2 separate regions of the Ovis aries genome follow, and region 1 is linked to region 2. Evidence: chromatin contacts called from public Hi-C data. All regions are on one chromosome and are shown on one strand. Each heading gives the region's core, a stretch centred on a gene start, on an enhancer-like site or on the middle of the called end of the contact. The rest is flanking DNA. Distances are from core to core; before and after follow the strand shown. Region 1 overlaps LPIN1 (lipin 1). Region 2 has its middle 31 kb from the start of NTSR2.

The links. Hi-C and Micro-C count contacts between places; a contact is called where the count stands out from the background.
Region 1: a Hi-C map of tail adipose tissue shows a contact between it and region 2, with 6 times the contacts expected there. The contact joins two enhancer-like sites. A contact is called at or near these places in 13 of 16 Hi-C or Micro-C datasets (blood, hypothalamus, liver and 7 more).

Annotation. Positions count from the first base shown.
Region 1 is chr3:20,687,076-20,692,705 of ARS-UI_Ramb_v3.0, forward strand. It overlaps LPIN1 (lipin 1), which reads left to right. Exons shown (of 19, transcript NM_001280700.1): 6 at 1-170; 7 at 1,174-1,267; 8 at 1,934-2,124; 9 at 3,123-3,216; 10 at 3,923-3,992. Among named protein-coding and RNA genes, the nearest start is that of LPIN1, 18 kb to the left of the region's middle. Within about 2 kb of position 2,161, at least 6 of the 54 cell types and tissues checked have an H3K27ac peak or open chromatin away from gene starts, as enhancers often do. A contact at or near this core is called in tail adipose tissue, where this site is marked.
Region 2 is chr3:20,614,820-20,620,093 of ARS-UI_Ramb_v3.0, forward strand. It overlaps a transcript of LPIN1 not described here. Among named protein-coding and RNA genes, the nearest start is that of NTSR2, 31 kb to the left of the region's middle. Within about 2 kb of position 1,877, at least 8 of the 54 cell types and tissues checked have an H3K27ac peak or open chromatin away from gene starts, as enhancers often do. A contact at or near this core is called in tail adipose tissue, where this site is marked.

The DNA.
Region 1 (5,630 bases), core at 911-3,410, 73 kb after region 2:
GCTGGAGCAGAACAAGCCGCAGACAGAGATACAGTTTGTGAACGAAGACGACATTGAGGCTTTGGGAGCAGCAGCCCCCCCTTTACCCACGATCGAGGAGCCCAAAGCCCCTTCTGCCCACACTGCCCCAGTAGCTGCGAGCAAGATGGATTCGCCTTCCAGGAAAAAGGGTGAGAAAGCTGACGCTTCCCAGTGCCTTCCTGTGCACTGGGGGCTCTGCCCACCACAGCCTCTTCCCCCAGCCAAAGTTCAAGATTCTTCAGAGGGGAGACAGGACATCTCTCTTGTTCAGTCCCTTGCCCTTTTGCTGGATGTGTGTTTTCTCAGAATTGAGTTGTAGAAAATCTGACCTGAAGGAGGCCTCAGGGATGGTGCAGTGATCCACCCCCACAGCCCTCCACTGGACAGGTCAGGGATGCTGGGGTCCCCCACGCTGGGACTGCACCAGACACTGATGATGAAGCTAGTCTGCACCCCGCTTTCCTTGCCCCTGGTTTCCCTCTAGTGCATTGCCCTGTGTTAATTTCTGCATACCGTGTATCACTGTTTCAAGTGATTACTTGTTTTGTTTTTTTGCCTGGCTTCCGTACTAGAACATACGTGCTCTGTGAGGTCAAGAATATTTCTGTCTTTTTACCTTTTTCCCTGGTGTTTCGTATAGTGGTTGGCGCATGGTGGGGGCTCCATACATGTAGTCAAATGCCCACCTGGCTGCCTGTCCAGACCAATGACATGAAGCCTCATCTGTTAGCTGCGTGGCTTTGTGCGCGGTGGTTCTAGTCTGTATGAACCGATGATGTAATTCTTTGGCCACAGTAAACTGGAAGGGTGCAGTCTTGGTGCCAGGGGCCAACGATGTACCATATAGGAGGCTTCAGAGTACTGATGGGGAAGTGCTCAGTGAAAGCTTTGCTGTTTAGTGATAATAATAACAAAACCAATACAGATAATAATAAAAATACCCATCACTGTGTCAGTGTGCTGAGTGCTTAGTACCTCTCAGGCCCCTCCCAGCTGGGGAGCTGAGGCTCACTGAAGCTACCCGACTCACTCAGTGGACCCTTCTGAGCAGATCTGCGCACGGTGCTCAAGTGCTCTTTCTAGAGAGGCTCGGAAGTCTGTGAGGTTGCATCTGAAGAACGGTGCTCTGACCTGACCCGTGTGCCTTTTCAGACAAACGAAGCCGACACCTGGGGGCTGACGGCGTCTACTTAGATGACCTCACAGACATGGATCCCGAAGTCGCTGCCCTGTATTTCCCCAAAAAGTAAGAGCCCTTTTTATGCTTCCTATGTTTTGTATATGTTAACCTGGGAGCCGCTTTTTCCTTATATTTGATTAGAAAGTGAGTGAGAAAAAGCTGCAGGAGTTCCATGTTTTACCGTGAGGAGCAACCGGTCAAAGCATGGACCCTGTGTAGACGTGAGGGCAGGCTGTCCCCCCCTCCTGGGATGGCTTTTGAGCCGGGGACACAGGCTCGAGGCCATGTCCCCAGGTACACCAAGGTGATGTTGCGGTGGTCAGTGATCCTCATCCCAGATCAGCTACGCACAGCCCTGCCTCTCCCCAGGGCAAGTCCCCTGGGGCCTTGGGGGCCCTGTGGTCTGGGATTTCCATCATTTGTGGGGAGTCCTGGCTCCGCAAAGGGCGTGACAGGATGGTGGCCTCTTGGGAGGGCATGCTCTCTATTCCTCAATTCCAGTGCATTTGGGAGAAAAACGCAGGGAGGCGTAGGGGTTTAAAAATGGTTATTTTTCCTCCTAAGGTCATTCATGTAGCTCGTGTGCCTGCCGTGGCGCCTTAGTGAGGGTCTGCTGGGATGACATCTCTGTCCCTCTCACTGCCGGGGTCACCTGACATCTGAGTGAGACATCTCCCACCTGCCAGGCTCGGGAAGTCCTCCTCACAGCCCCTCCCTCTCCTCTCCTTCCAGCGGAGACCCTTCTGGGCTCACGAAACCCGCCAGCGACAACGGAGCCCGCTCCGCCAACCAGTCCCCTCAGTCCGTGGGCAGCTCTGGCGTCGACAGCGGCGTGGAGAGCACGTCGGACGGCCTGAGGGACCTGCCGTCCATCGCCATCTCCCTGTGCGGGGGCCTCAGCGACAACCGGGAGATCACCAAAGGTACCGCGCGGCCGCCGCCGTCTTTGAGCCGGCAGCGCCCCCTGCTGGCCGCCGGCTGGACCGGCCCGAAGCCCCGGGCTCATGGAGGAGCGCACGTGACTCCCTGTGGCTCAGGACCCAAATGTTGCTGCTCGGTGGCGGCTGGCTGACTGACCGCAGTGTTCTGCAGGGCACACACACAGGCGCCCCAGGCGACAACAAGGCCACTGGGTCACTGGTCGTCAGGCGTGTTTGAGCACAGCTTGTGCCCGTCCTGCAGTGGGGTGGGGCCCCGGGGTAGTGGGAACGTCAACAGTGGGAAAAGAGTGCTAGCAAGTGTACAGAAATGCTGGAGGAGGGAGGGGTGTCTGAGTGAGCCCTGGACCCTTCCTGGCTGTGTCAGAAGGGTGTTTCAGGGTTGGCTTAGGTGATCTGAGTTAAATCATAGCCCCCACCCTATTTTTATCCCTAGTTTCCCAGGATCTCATGCTATTTACATGGTGAGGTGTCCCCGAGACCTCCAGAGAGTGCAGTCAGCCACTGCAGCTGATGACCCCTGGACCAGGTGGCCCTAGGTGTCCCCACCTGCCCTAGGCAGGTCACCGAGCTTTCATTCATGACTTTGTCCATCCTCATGACCACTGGCGAGGAGGTGGGTGTGGAAGGTCACACCAATGACTGTGACTCACACCCGGGTGACCATACCTTGAGCTCCAGTCGTCTGCTTCTGCAGGGGCCTGTGTTTATGGTGTTTCCTACACGCCTGCTCCCATGTAAACACATGTGCCCTGATTAAGGATGCACTTGTCCCCCATCCTCTGGCTGCCCCCATCTCTCTCCATTTATGCACAGACACAACCCTGAAAACTAACTGAAGGCCCCTTGGCAAATAGATTTGATAGGATTGTCTGCATAGCTGGATGGCATAAACTCTCAGAAGATACTTGTGAGGGAGTGAAAACAGGCCTGGTGTTTGTACTAAATCTTCTTTGTATTCCCCCCCTCCTTTGCCTTCACAGATGCATTTTTGGAACAGGCCGTGTCATATCAGCAGTTTGCGGACAACCCTGCCCTCATTGATGACCCCAATCTCGTGGTGAAGATTGGAAATAAGTAAGTTCCTCCCGAAAGTCATTTCAGCCGTTGTGTGATACCCGTTCAGCTTCAGCTTCTCAGTAACCCTTAGAAATGTATAAACTTAAGTCTTTGTTAAAAATCTATTATTGTCTCTTCACTATTGGCAAAATGCTGCATTGCTTACATGGTTAGAACGTTGATGTAACTGGATCCTGTGGGGCTTGCATTCAGCTGCACCAGATTTTACCGTGGGACGTGTGACGTCACAGCCTTGGCCTCTATCACAAGATAGACCGGGCACCCACCCCTTGAAAGCTTTGTTGTCTGGGGTCAGGGGATGTGCATGTATTTTTACAGGCTGCTGGCAAACTTTTCCCCATTAGAGGAAGCCACAGATGTTTACGTATTAACTGAGGGTCTTCATTTCCTTTTCCCTTAAGTGTAGGCCAGAAATGTTCCAGCGCATCAGTGGCTTGACTCCCAGTGGGGCGTGGGCTGCTCTTAGCTGGCCGCTGGCTCACCTGCCATGTTGTTTGTCTTGTTGCCACAGTGGCCGCTGGGGGTTTGGCTGGAGGAAGGTCTTCTACAAGGTTGGGGCATGTGGCGGCTGACCTGGGGTGTTTGCCACAGTACTGGGCTCTTTAAGGACCCTCTGAACGTCCAGAGCCTCACATGACCGCTTCTCGGGATGTTAGAGGTCTGAGCCTTGGTCTTCTGACCGCTTTTCCTTGTTTTGTGTCAGATACTATAACTGGACGACAGCGGCGCCTCTGCTCCTGGCCATGCAGGCCTTCCAGAAACCATTGCCAAAGGTGAGCTTTACCATGAGAAAGAAAAGGGACATGAAAATGATGGCTCGCTGAATCTGGGGGGTTGGAATTTAGCTTTTATTTTAGACTTCCCTGGTGGCTCAGATGGTAAAGCGTCTGTCTACAATGTGGGAGACTGGGTTCTATCCCTGGGTTGGGAAGATCGCCTGGAGAAGGAAATGGCAACCCACTCCAGTACTCTTGCCTGGTAAATCTCATGAATGGAGGAGCCTGGTAGGCCACAGTCCATGGGGTAACAAAGAGTTGGACACAACTGAGCAACTTCACTTTCTTTCATTTTCTTTAGAAACCATGAGGTTAATTACACTGTGCTGGTTGGAAATTCACGGGTATAAACTGCAGGGGTCTCCCTTGCACTTTGAATGTCCTCCTGCCTTCTCTTGTCAAAGCAAAAGCTCCCAGTGGAGGCAGCGCCAGACCAAGTCCTGCCTCTCCAGGATTCCTGTCCCTGCACCTGCCATGCCAGGGACACAGATGGGGGCAAAGCAGGTGGATGCTGAGCCCAAGGGTGATGAGGGGAGACAGGGTAGTACTATACCAGACACCAGGTGCCCCCACTCACATCAGGCCTAGCTCAGCCAGGAAGCAGGCTAGGGGCCGCCAAGGAGGAGCAAGTGGGCAGCTCTTGGCTGCACTTGAGAGCAGGTAAGCAGCTACAGAAAAGAGCCAGGGTGGCAGTCAGATGCACTGCAGCAGCCCACCATGCCCGTGTCCTCCCCCTGCCAGTTCCCCAGGCCCCTCCTGGAATTGATCGCTTTCCGGCATTGGGTCTTTGTTCCAAATGCTCCGTTCTTTCGGCTGCAGAGCCCACATCTCACACTTGCATCCTTCACATGCTTAGCAAAGGCTTTGTGCTGCTGTGGCCGTTGTGGCCCGTCAGGCAGTTCTCATACCTGAGGGTCGTGCAGGCCTATTTTGACTTTGTTTAGCTTACGTCCTCTCCTTTGTGGCTATGTGTGTGCGCGTGTGCACACATGCTTTGGGATTGTGACTGCATCTTTCGTGGAGCTTTATCTGTGAGTATTCTTTGTGGACTGGGCTGAGGGCCTATGCTCCAGAGTGGCTTCTGTTTTGTCCTTGGTAGGTTCTGTACAGTGTTTGTGGCCCAGGACAAGTTTTTGTCTTACGTGTCTCAGTTCTTACGAATCAGTGAGAAGAAAGACTAGTGCAATAGAAATTTACTGATAAAGGCTATATAGTTCACAGAAAAACAAATACACATGGCTCCTGAACTTAAAGAAATTAGTCTTTGTGGTAGGCAGCCTAAATATTGTACAGGTTGTCAGTAATTTTTTGGACTCTTTTTTTTTTTTGTGTTTATTTAATAATAGAAATTATTTTTATGCAGAGACTTCATTAGTCTTATCTTTTGAGGTTGCTAGGTTTTGTATCACACTTGGAATGGTCCTGCTTCCCATTTCCAAAACTTAGGAAAACATGCCCTGTCTTTTCTTCCAGCATTTTCTTAAATCTTTGATCCATCTTGATTTTATTTTGAAAGTCATGAGTTGAAGTGTCAGAAATGAAATCAATGTTTGTTTTTTTTTTTCCAGCTGGTTATTGAATCAGGATGCTTTGGTTGCAGGAAACAGAATGACCACAAGTGACAGGATTAACAGG
Region 2 (5,274 bases), core at 627-3,126:
TCCCTAAAACCTGATGCACAGGCTGGTGCAGCCTCTGGGCTTTCCAGCCAGATGGGGAGAATCAGGAGCAAAGCCAGCTTCTTCCTCAGCACTGCCAGCTTGGCGTGGTCCAAGGGTGCCCCTTCCTGGCCCCGAATCAAGCCTCAGGCACCAGGAGCCCCTTCTCTGAGCTTGGAGCCTTCGTGATCCTTTCCCTGGGGAAGAGATTCCTCCCCTTCTCGGCCTTGAGACCCCCACCCACCTTCGCGGCTGAGTTCAGCTGTCGCTCCTCTGCGGCCCTCCCTGTGATCCTATCCTGTTATGCTCTCTGTTACATGGTTTTCCAGGTTGGCAGGGATCCCTTCAGAGCAGGGAACCCCCTACCCTATCTCTGGGTCCCCAGCCTCCGGCCCAGGGGAAGGTGTTTTTTCCCAAGAATGGGGCTGCATCCTGTAAGAGCAGGTGCGTGGTCCCCTCACTCGGGTCCCAAGGAGGAGGCACCTACTTCTGTGGAGCTCTGGCTTATTCCCTCTTTGTTTCTAAAGTGAAGTCATCATTCAAACAGGCAGCCCCGCAAACCCCAGGCTCCCCGTGTGCGCCCCGAGGCCAGCCCCCTGCACATCCCAGAGGCCTCGCCCAGCTCCTGTGTTTTGGCAACCCTGGGCTCTGACTTCCCTCCAGACTGGGGCAGCAGCAGCTCCTGGGGGCTGGTAGCCAAGCTGGGGTTGGGGGCAGGAAGGAGAGCCCCCGGCCACTCTGGGCCCCACCAGGCTTTGGCTCCTGCTTCTCACTGCCTTGGCTTGAAAGCCTGGCCAGCTAGAGGAGTCTGCACATCACAACCAAGGAATTTGGCCTGTTTTCTCAGCCCTAGGAAGCTGGCATTCGCTGAAGCTCGGTGACCTGCTGGTTTCTTTCTTGCTTGTTGTTGATAGTGACGAGGCTTGGCCTGGGGACAGGGAAAGGCCACCATCACAGGCAGGCTGAATGGAGGGGCTCTTGGTTGGCCATCTTGCTGGCTGAAAAACCTCTCCCACCTTATTAGCTTCTTCACTGTGGGCACCTGGCAGAGCCTGGTACCAAGCCCTTCCTGTGCCCACCCCAATTACAACCCCTCCTGCCCATCTCCCCAGGCCAGCAGCAAGCCCCTCTCCAGGGTCCAGTCCACCCCCAGGGGGAGGGTTATCATGCTTCTCTCAGCTTTGAGTGATATCCCAGCCTGGAAGCGCCCAGCTTTGCCTGCAGTCCTGGCCAGGGTGTAGGCAGCTGGATGGTCAGAGCGCATCACTGTGTCCAGCACTTAAACAACTGAGCTGTCAGTTTCTCTTGAGCAACAATCTTTCCATCCAATGCCCACCTCCCTGCATGGGTGTGTGCTAAGTTGCTTCAGTCTTATTCTTTTTGACCTCGTGTACTGTAGCGCGCCAGGCCACTCTGTCTATGGAATTCTCCAGCCAAGAATACTTGAGTGGGTTGACATGCCCTCCTCCAGGGGTTCTTCCTGACCCAGGGATCAAACCTGCATCTCTGATGTACCCTGCGTTGGCAGGCGGATTCTTTACCACAAGCGCCACCTGGGAAGCCCACCCACCTCCCCCTGCAGGTCCCAGGTGCACAGGGATGTGGAAGTCTGTCTTCTGGGTCAGTTCGGTGCCTGGTGCTCTGGGACAGGGCTGGAGGCAGGGCTGGAGTCCTTGGGGCACAGCGTGTCCTGCCCTGTCCTGATTCTTCTGCCGTCACCTCCGCTTGTCCGCTGCCCGTGCCCCAGCCTGGCAGGGGGCCAGCGGTCTCAGGAGACCAGATGCTTTCGTAGAAGGAACTCAGTGTACGCAGGGTCAAGAGGCTTTCTCCGGGTTCTTTATGTAAACGTCCGCTGCTGTGACTGGCTCCCACCTCTCCCGCCCCTTCTAGGAACAGCAAGAACAGAGTCATGTGGATCTAATGTCTTCAGGGGCAGCAGTTGCTTCACCTTCTTGGTGGTTGTTTCTGCACAGAAACCCGCCCACTTTTGAATTGGTGGATCAGGTTCTGATTCTTTTCCCCCAAACATGCCCTCTGACCTTACTCTCCACCATTCCCCCCCTCCCATTATAAACTGTTTTTCCCACAGAGCAACTGAATTTGCTGAGTGTATTTAATCTGTGGACACTGTGGGTAAAAGGTTTGCTCTGTTTATTCTCTCTAAAGGCTGTTTGTATCTTAAAAGATGAGCTTATTAATTCAGACAAATATTTGAATTGGCAGGACTGTATTATTGTGTCTCTTTAAAAAAAAGTATATCTACATAAAACCTTTCTAAGGGGCACTTGCTTGCTGAGGCCAAGTCATGATTTGTAGTGGAAAAGAATAAAGTGTGTTATAAGTTGACTTGTGCTCTGCTTTGGGAGAACTAACAAAGTTTGATTTCATGGGCCGTGCAATTTCCAATCCTTTGGGGAAACCCTGCCAGGGTTGGATGTCACCTCACCCTCCACCACCTCCGTCACTTAAGGGGTCTGAGTTGCTGGAGGATGTTCAGGAGAAAGATGATTAAACAGAGAGAATATAGAAACTGAAGTTCCACCCTGCTTCCCCATGGCCATGGGTCATGAGCTTTGACATATGAAATGCAAAGCCTTTGGGGAATCGCTCTCTACTGTGTTGAGAAACTATAAGTGCTATTAATATAAATATGGTCTGTGTGCCAGCTGACCACACCTGAGGTTACATCATTCACTCATTCTCTCATTCAGACATTCAACATAATGGTCATTGAGTGGCCACATGTACTGGGCTCTAAACAGAAAGAAGAGTAAGCTGGTGGCTGGTCTTAGGGAGCTCCCAGTCCAGTGGGGGACAGGCAGGCAAGGCAAGTTGAGAGGTGTGGTGTTAAGAACAAGGGGTTAGGGAAATGCTGACGTGGAAACGATTGATGGCACCTGCAGGAGCTGGGTCAGGCAGCACAAGACAGATGGAGGGTGAGTAGGCAGGGGGTCAGTTGGACAGAATGATCTAGGGCACAGCCGACAGGCTGTGTGGCCTTGGGAAAATCCCTCAGCCTTTCTGAAACTTGGCTTCTCCAATAAAAACCAGGATGGTGATACCCACAACACTTAGAGAGGAATGATGAGAATTTGAATGTAGGAAGCACCTGGTGCGGCACGGGACACACAGTACGTGTGTGTTGTGATTCCACTCTAATCTCTGAATCACTCAAGCAATCAAGGCTTAGTCACCTTCGCAATTGTCCTAATGATGAACTCAGTACCTAGACAGGGCAGGGCAGGTAGGAAATAATTAGTGACCAGACGTGACTAATCTTGTGCTCGCCGGTTTCTCTGCTCTGAACTGCAACAGCGCTCTTCTGGAGAAGGAAATGGTCACCCACTCCAGTATTCTTGCCTAGAGTATCCTGTGGACAGAGGAGCCTGGTGGGCTGCCATCTACGGGGTTGCAGAGAGTTGGACATGACTGAAGTGACTTAGCAGCAGCAGCCAACAGCACTTAAGCTTGTTCACAGCCCCTGGCAGAGGAGACAGGCACAGTGGACTCAGCACCAGTGAGAAGCTTCACCGGACCTCAATTCTGTCATTAAATTACACGTACTGGTCACCATCATAATAATATGACATTTATTCAATGTGTGCTATGAAGCTGTTTTGGGGCTAAGTGCTTGAAGTTTATTTACATTCAATCCTTATCATAACAATGTAGTTTCAGCCCCATTTTACAGGTGAAAAAGTTGAAGCACAGAAAAGTTAAAGGACTAGATCAAGGTCACACAGATAGTCTGTGATGGATCTAGGATTTGAGCTGGTCGGATTCTAGAATCTGTTTTAGTCACCCTGTAAAAAAATACTTGACATGCTAATTGGTGTATCCAAGGCTGATGTGTCCCTTCTGGTTGGTTGGATGTCTCTTTGGTTTGGGCAGTGGCTGTACTAAAACTGTTTCTCAACTATTTTGTATAATCTCCCTGGTTCAGTCTCGTACCTCATCGCCATAGCACAGACAGACGAGTTCTGTTTTCATTCATTTTTACCACCCTCCCTCCCTCCGTCCTAGGCTTCCCTGGTGGCTCAGCTGGTAAAGAATCCGCCTGCAATGTGGAGATCTGGGTTTGATCCTTGGGTTGGGAAGTTCCCCTGGAGAAGGGAAAGGCTACCCATTCCTGTATTCTGGCCTGGAGAATGCCATGGACTGTACAGTCCATGGGGTCGCAAAGAGTCAGACATGACTGAGTGACTTTCACTTCACTCCCTCTGTCCCAGACTTCCTGTGGCTCCTTCCACTAGTCTCTCCATTCAGACTTGAATTGCTGCCTTGCCTTCCCTGGGGGATGGTATGATAGGAAACGTGGTTGACTGGCCCCCAAGGTTGGAGACCACACCTGTTATTTCTGCCCCAGGATGTCCCCTGAATGAGTTACTGAACACACAGGTATCATCATCTGCTCAGTGAAAAGGGATTTCAAGATTGTGTGGTTTGGGGAAATGCTGCATTTTATATTCCCTTTAGGAGACTGACAGCATTCAATGAGGTAGTAAGGGTGCTAAGAAGCTATGCTGGAATAAATCTTTATCTCTGTTTTATCTGATGTTTCCAGATTTATCTGCCCCACCTCAGAACTGGTTTTTGCCTGGGCTTCCCTGGTGGCTCAGATAGTAAAGTATATGCCTGCAATGCAGGAGACCCAGGTTCTGTCTCTGGGTTGGGAAGATCCCCTGGAGAAGGGAATGGCAACCCACTCCAGTATTCTTGTCTGGAGAATTCCTCTGACAGAGGAGCCTGGCCGGCTACAGTCCACAGGTTCACAGAGAGTCGGACACAATTAAGCAACCTTCACTTTTCACTTTCTGGCCAACCCAGGAGAAGTCCTTGGGGAAGACTGTCATGTGTGCGGGGTAGAGTGGGGCGGCTTGGCTCGGAGCTGCTGCTCATGGGCTGGACTGAGAGCTCTCACTGGGCTTCAGGTGCCCCAGGAGCCCAGAGGCACTACCTTGAGAGCCCTGGGCTCTCAGCTTGGCCTGATTCTTTCCAGGTCCCTAGATTCCTGGCATTGCCCCAGGCTTTGTACCAAGTCTTGCTTCTCTCTGGATCCCTGGCTCCTGGCATAGTGCATAGCAAACAGTGGGTGCTCCATAATTGCCTGTATTGAATGAATTCTCCATTAGAACCAGCTAATTAGAGGTTATGTCCTTCTTCTCCATCAAACCTTATCCTTGGATAGACACACACATGTGTGTGTTGATAGGTCCGTGTGGGCCCTTCTCAAAAATAGGCAAGGAGGCGTGTATGCACTGGGACTGGATTCCACAC